2 separate regions of the Gossypium arboreum genome follow, and region 2 is linked to region 1. The links are chromatin contacts, called in public Hi-C maps. All regions are on one chromosome and are shown on one strand. The core of a region is the stretch at or near the end of the contact, and the rest is flanking DNA. Distances in the headings are between cores, read along the strand shown. Region 1 overlaps LOC108463101 (agamous-like MADS-box protein AGL30). Region 2 has its middle 23 kb from the start of LOC128287669.

Region 1 (4,061 bases), core at 1,413-3,912:
TGTGCTCTTTACCCCTTCATACAAGTCTTTCAGGGAGATGCTGATTTATGGAAGAGACAAACTCTTGTTCGAAGATGTGAAGGGTCATTTGTTGAGTAGAAACAAACTCGGCAATGAGTTTGGCTCGAATAGCAAGGCAGATAGGCAAGCTTCCATTTTGATAGCATCAAAGAAGCGAGACAAAAGGTGTTGCTATTGTAAAAAGTTAGGTCACGCCAAAGCAAATTGTTAAAAACTACGAAATAAAAGAGTTGCTGAGAGTAACGAGGAAGATGTAGCTGGTGCTAATTTGGCCGATAAAAGCGGTAACGATTTCTTGTTAGTGTGAACAAGTGATAACTCCAAACTTACGTCTGAGTGGATCTTAGATTCAGGATGTTCTTTCCACATGTGTCCCAATAGATAATGGTTCTCCACATACAATTCGGTTGAAGGTGGAGTTGTACGCATGAGAAACGATTCATCGAATAAGGTAATTGGTATTGGTACTATTAAAATTAGGATGCAAGATGGGACGATTATGACACTCTCAGATGTCAGGTATGTACCTGATTTACAAAATAATCTCATCACCTTGAGTATTTTAGACTCGAAAGGATGCGAAATCAACATCGAGTCAAGCGGCATTAAGGTATCTCGTGGAGCTCTCGTTTTGTTAAAAGGTAAAAGGACCGACAATCTTTATATTCTAGAAGGTTCTACAGTGACCTGTGAAACCAGACGTCCCTCGCCCATTACGAAGTCGAAGTTAAATCGTTTGGAACAGAGGCAACTTGGTCATAGGAGGAAAAAATGTATGACTGTTTCATTGAAGAGAGGTTCTCTTTTGGATGCAGGTTTTGAAAAGTTAGGGCACTGTGTTCGTGAAAATCAAACCCGAGTTAGTTTTGATTTGGCAGTGTATAAAGTCAAAAGCTAGAAGTCTTCGTGTTTCTAAACATAGATTCAACTTTGTTAATTCCCTGGATAGTTCAAGATAGGCCCGTGGCAGGCTTTGGCAAAGATGACGTTGTTGAAATATGAGTAAATGTGGAGATTTGTTGAGTATAACTCCTATTTCAGTCAAATTTGAGAAATAATCTTCCAGTTAAACTCTGTTTATTTGTTTCAATCAAACTCTAATTAGTCTAGATTATTTTATTATTTTTTGACCTATGAATTTAGCCTATAAATAGGCTCTTTTACAGCCTTAGAAAATACACTCATTAGAGATTAGAACTCATAACACTTTTGGAGAATTTTTGTGTTTACGTTTTGAGGGTTTTTTGTTTTTTGGGTTTCAGGGTTTAGTTTTTATCTCCATCTTTGTACTCTTTGTTCTTTTGTCATTATAGTAAAATTATCTTTACCGTGGTTTTTTATCCTCTTTGGAGGGATTTTTCTGCGTTAAATTTGTGTATTCAATTTCTTAATTTCTTCTACTATTTTTTACTTATTCGTTGCTTAATCGGATCGATACCAACATTGATAAATAATTTTTTTAATTAATGTCAAATCCTTTTATAAACTTGAAATTTGAAATTCTCTTTGTCATTTAGAATGTGAAATGCTTATTATCAAAATAGTAATTCTTTTGCTACTTCGTGATTAAAAATAATCAACTTAGCTTCATTATTTGAACTATTTTCTAAAGACTAACAAATTTTTAAATTTGATTTGGATTAAGTAATAATAATAAATTAAATTATATCAAATTAAAGTGTTAAATTTATAAATCATATACAATTCAAAAATTAAAATCATAATTTACTCAATTAAATATTTTTTTAAATAATTATACAAATATTTGAGTTTTCCCAAATATTTGTTGGATTGAGTGGTAATGAGCTCAATATCCTTAAATAATATATTGGGTTCGAGCTTTGTGGAAGAACTTCGGAGTCTTGAGAATAGAGAAAACAAATTTGGGAGAATTGTGTTCCTTGTTTGGGAGTTTAACTCAAATGAACTTTAAATTTAATGAGTGCTCAATATGACTATCAAATACCAAAATATCTCATAAGGAAACTTTGAGTTGTCTAAATTTTTTTTTTTTTCATTCTATTTAAAAAACAATTTTTATGATCTTGTTGTTAGTTGTTAAGGGTTAGGACCATTGCACTGCATTGTATCTCAAAGTCACAATCGAAACAAGTCAACACCAACTTCAATTTTGCATGATTCATGTTGTTAAGAAAACAGGGCGCATCCCCTTTTAAATCCTTAATTATTGCACCACAACTGAGCTCTTAAACATGGCTTTAGCGAGACCCTTTTCTCTCAAATCCAGCTGAGCTGTGGATATATTTCTCGGGACAAATTTCTAGCTATCTTGTCCATGCTGGCTGTTAGCACGTCAAGGATTTTCTTGTCCTGAGAATATTCCCCGATTAAGCCCTTTCCATGCCAGCATGTGATATGAATCGCTGCCTAGGATCGTAGAAGATTTAGAGACATTAATTTTAATGACATGATTTCACAAGAAAAAAGTCTAAAGGTGATTTAATTTAGTCTGGTCCAGCTTGGCTTGGTGGGGGACAAAAGGGCTGTTGTGATGTCCCAATCTGGGCAACATTGTTGAGTCCATGCATATTTTTACGTCAGTATAAAATCCAGTCAGTGAAGAAGTTGCTGTCGTGCATTTTTATATGTTAATCATATGATTTACAATCAATGTCTTGCTATTTGTTTTATTTACAGCTTAAACTTGACATTGAGGAAAGGCAGTGACCGCCATTAGTAAACTCTAGTAATCAAAAGGTGAAAACAAAAATAAGTTAATAAGAAAATCTACTACTAAATATATTAGTATACAGAAATGTGGTGCCTCATTTGATTGGAGTTAGCAGCATTTGGTCTGCATTTTACCACTATTAAGGTAACCATATGTCGTGCAGTCGAGCTATCATCACATCATCCGAGTACGAGTTTTACTTGGTGATAACAAAATGTCTAGGCAATTTTTGAGGATTTTCGGTTAATTCCGCATTGTATAGTATAGTTCTCCATAGTTTGCTTAGTGGATGAAATGAATTGTAGCATCACTCTTCTGCATCTCAGTTTAGTTGCTGCAACAGACAATAACATGAATTTGAATTATGTCGAGAACATATACAATTTCCAGTTTGTGGATCTAAGAGACCATGCATATATTATATAGATGAGAGATGCATACGTGCACATGCCTCTTCCTATGGTCCACATATATGTGAATGTACAGACATTCATGCAGGTAAAATAGTACGTGAAACATGCCATGTTGCTCAAGAATTGAATGCATAATGAGAGTAATGGCGAAAGACTTACTCCAGTATATAATGGCTCATCAAACATGGTAACAGCACAAGGGCCAGAAGTGGAAGCCCAACTACCTTGGTTTGGGTCATATCCAGCTCTAGGACCTGCTAGAACTCCGTTAACATGATAATCTACAGGAGTTTCCGGAAAGTTCATCTCTGCCACTGGTTGGAATTTGTGATCATTCAGTATGCTAAGATCGTACGAGAAGAAGGGGCATTGTCCACCTAGTTGCAAATCATTAAGGATGCCATTTTCTTGTCCAGAACTCGATAGTTCAGAACTTTTAGGTGTGCCGAAGTAACCCGAATAACTTCCAAATGAGGAACTTGCAGAACACTCCACATCCCTGAAATTACAAATCAACATCATAATGCATCAGGGCCTTTTTCATCAACTTATACATGTAACAAAAATAAATAAATATAAATATTACTAATTAGAGACTTGTACATGTATTTCATGCTTCACAAAAGATTTATTTAAACAAATGTTCGCATCCAAAAGTAGGCATTTATTTCAGTTTCAATTTGTAGAAGACAAGATTATATGTATCAGTGAAAGTTTAGCAAAAAAAATATTTCTAGAAACTCCACTCACCTAGGGGGAATCAGATTTGGGTCCTCAGTCAAGGCCATGGATCTACTATCATTATTAGCCATCCATGCAAGAGATTGGAGCTGTTGCTCAATTCCCATTCTAAAAGGTACATGCATTTCATTTTGGAACTGCAATAAAAGGATCGTTAAGATATTATGTTCTCGCTACTTTAAAGAGCAAGCTGA
Region 2 (3,766 bases), core at 83-2,582, 480 kb before region 1:
GGTTCAATTAATTGGCAACCTACCTAAGAACTTGGTGTTATATACTAACAGATTATTGCTTCTTTTATTGGAAAGAAGTCCCAGCCTGCATTTATAGCTATTAGGATTGTTTAAACTGAACTATTTCAAATGGGTTTTGCTTTGTATTTAAAGATCATTTTAGTGCTTTACAACATCATTACTCTGCCTGTCATTAAAACACTTCTAAGCTTTCGTTTTTGTTTTGAGTGGATGACCTTAGTTATTGTGATGTGGAGCTGGATTCAATTAGCCAGAAAATGACCCTTTTTTCAAAGTATCTTAACTTTTATCTTTCTAGGTTAGGTTTTAAAAATCTTAATTCTGAGGTGGAGATTTTGGAGATTTTTCAATGGATAAATTCATAGCATGAAATATTTTGAGAAATTTTATTCTAAGTCAAATTGATTTAACATTAGTTTTATTTATTTATAGTATTTAATATTATCAAATTACATTGCATCGCTTTTATAGAAAAAAATTGTCATAATTCAAGATAGAGTTATGGATGTTGCTAGAAGTCTTGACCTCTCTAAAATGATAAAATTTTGATTTAATTTTTAAAATTATAAAGATATAGACTATTAAAATAATAAGATTGCACTTTTATTATCATAAAATATATAATTTAATTCCGATCCCCGTAAATATTTTTAGCTTCACCTCTAGCCATAACTAGAGAAATCTAAACCCAAACTTTTTCTTTAGTATAATTAAAGTATTTATCATGTCTATTTTAGAGTTTATAAAGTTTAATCTTTTCAAGTTCATGTTTACATTTCCTATATTAGGATTTAATTCTCCTTAAGAGTATAATGAATTTTACCATTGTACTTGACACTTTATTTTTATATATTAAATCCAAACTTTTAACATGAAATTAAAAACTTTCAGATATCTATTTTTATATATTTTATCTTATTTATCACATCCCAAAGAGTAATTCACCATGAACCTTATGCGTTGGCTTGATGGCCAAGATATTCACCGCTTCTAGGTGTGACTTGAGTTTGAATTATGCTTAATTACGTTATTGTTAGGACTTTACCCTACTCTTATAATTCAAAAATAATAATAATAATAATTCACCACATTTACTCCATTAAGTTTCCTTTTAATGATATCATTATTATATCTTCCTTTTTGCTATATAGAGCTATCTATTTCATGGGTGTGGGTTACGTAGTGTTCTGTTTATAAATTGCCATAAAGCGTAGTTAGATGGCATTGGACCATTTATTTTTATAGCTAAGCCATAGGATAGGAGACGTGAAAAATGTGGGTGAATTTACCGTGTGATTGGCACCAAACATTCAACCCAACTCATCCTGAAATGGGCCTCCCATTAATCTGGGCCACTCTTTGTTTACAACATTGCACGTGGTTTTCAACATCACCGTTTTCTTTTCTTTTCATTTTTTGAGAAACGCCTTTTAATTTTCTAAATTATCGGTTTTGTTTTTCCAACATCCCCTTCCACATATTAATATTGCTTTTTTTTAATTTTAAATCATAAAAATTAAAAATTAATTATATGTTAAATAAAAATATAATTTAATTTAATTTTAAATCATCGCAATTTCTAAACCTACATTTTATAAATCTTCTAACTACATTAATTTAGATCAATGTTAAATTTTTCTAAGTAGACACTACTCACATCCAACTTGCAAGAGAATCAAGTCATAAAGTTCAACTCTTCCAAATAGGCATTTATTCATTTCCATACGAAACATTGTTATGAAAATAAAAAACTTGATTGAGACATAAAACCTAAAAAAAATAATAACTTGAGATTATTCCAATGGAATTTTCCAACTTAATCATGGATTGGATTAGACTAGTTTGGTCATTAATATCAAATACATATTGTTGGTTTCATATATAGAAATTAAGAGATTATGGTAATTAGACAAATAATTAGCTAGGTGATTAGTGTTTAAATCACAAGGGAAACAATATACTACAAGTTGAAATTATTGGCTACATATGGCAGACAACAGGATTGTGCTCTTTGTTAGGTACAAAAGAAATTTTTTTCACTTTATGAGAAATTATGCTTTTTTCTTTTCACTCTAAAAGGAAATTTGTTTTCTCTACTCAACTTGGACATATAGATACTATAATGATAGCTTATTATTGCATTGTGGTTATAACATTAATGATTAAGTAAGCATCTAGGCATTGTACCATCAACTTTGGATAGTCGTAATTAACTTCTTAAATTAGAGAAAAATCGAAAGAATAAGTAATTAAGTAGGCAAAAGAATTTCCTTAAAATCAAAGTTGTTTAACATTTTAGATGTAATTGTATGCACAATTGTTTAAAAAATAATACTCATCAAATCCACAATTCTTTGAAGGACAGCAAAATAATTAGGGTTTTTCTTTTCTTTGGTTTCCAACCTGCCATCATTAACATGTTCATAATTTAGTATGATTTGATTTGTTCAGCTAGCTCCCAGCTAAGCTAAGTTTATATATTTCTCCAAACAAACTGATGTAAAATGTTCCACCAACTCTGATAGTGGCGGGCCTTTTCCATGTTGGAGGTTATAATATCGAACCTTATAATTTGTATTTGAATGCCCAAGTGATGTACTATTTTAAAAGAATGTTTTTGATGTAATTTTGGTGGTCTACTTAATCTTAATTGGATTATGTAATCGTCAAATTAAATAATTCCACTAATTTTAATATTTTTGTGTAGGAGTTAGTATTAATGAATTTGTGGGGTTTTTAAACTCTATTTATATGAGAGTTCTTGTATCGTGATTGAAGTATTGATAAAATTTAACACCCCAACATTAAGAGTGAATATTTTTAAAATTAAAATCTTCTTTAAAATAAAAATTAAAAAAGAAATATAGTTAGTAAATCCCAAACATATGATATACAAAAATAATAATAATAACAATAATAATAAGGGTGATGTTAGGATCCACCTGATTTAAGCAACGAACAAGTAAAAATAACAGAATAAATTGAGAAATTGAACACACAAATTTAACATGGAAAAACTCCTCCAAAGAGAATAAAAAAAATCACGGGTAAAGATAATTATACTATATTGGCAAAAGAACGAAGAGTACAAAAATGGAGATAAAAACTAAACCCCGAAAACCCGAAAACAAAGAGCCCTCAAAACGTAAACACAAAATTCTCTAAATGTGTTATGGTTCTAATATCTAAGGGGTGTATTTTCTAAGGTTGTAAAAGACCCTATTTATAGGAAAAATAGCAAGTCAAATAAACTATGCTAATAAATGCTAAATATCTAATAAATACTAAATCTTCTAGAAAAAAATATTAGAATTTGGATCACACAACTCTAACAATCTCCAACTTGATTCAACGCCATCTTTTTCAAAGCCCACCACAGGCCTATCTTGAACTATGCAGGGAATTAACTGAGTCGAATCTGTGCTTAAAAGCTGGAAAACTACTAGCCTTCGACTTGTGCACTGCCAAATCAAAACTAACCCGGTATGATTTTCACGAACACAGTGCCCTAACTTTTCAAAACTTGCATCCAAAAGAGAACCTCTCTTTAACGAAACGGTCATACCTTTTTCCCTCCTATGACCAAGTTGCCTCCGCTCCAAATGAGTTGACTTCGACTCCGTAACGGACAAGGGACGTCTGATTTCACCAGTCACTGTAGATCCTTCCAGAATATAAAGACTCCCGATTCTTTTACCTTTTAACAAAACAAAAGCTCTATAAGATACTTTAATACCGCTTGAAT

What was found. Hi-C and Micro-C count contacts between places; a contact is called where the count stands out from the background.
Region 2: a contact with region 1 is called in a Hi-C map of leaf, with 4 times the contacts expected there. The contact joins two enhancer-like sites. A contact is called at or near these places in 2 of 5 Hi-C or Micro-C datasets (both in leaf).

Annotation. Positions count from the first base shown.
Region 1 is chr13:24,070,797-24,074,857 of ASM2569848v2, reverse strand. It overlaps LOC108463101 (agamous-like MADS-box protein AGL30), which reads right to left. Exons shown (of 12, transcript XM_017763044.2): 10 at 3,877-4,004; 11 at 3,286-3,625; 12 at 2,600-3,047. The coding sequence ends at 3,036. Among protein-coding and RNA genes, the nearest start is that of LOC108463101, 5.2 kb to the right of the region's middle. Within about 2 kb of position 2,662, at least 1 of the 2 cell types and tissues checked has an H3K27ac peak or open chromatin away from gene starts, as enhancers often do. A contact at or near this core is called in leaf, where this site is marked.
Region 2 is chr13:24,544,782-24,548,547 of ASM2569848v2, reverse strand. No RefSeq gene overlaps it. Among protein-coding and RNA genes, the nearest start is that of LOC128287669, 23 kb to the left of the region's middle. Within about 2 kb of position 1,332, at least 1 of the 2 cell types and tissues checked has an H3K27ac peak or open chromatin away from gene starts, as enhancers often do. A contact at or near this core is called in leaf, where this site is marked.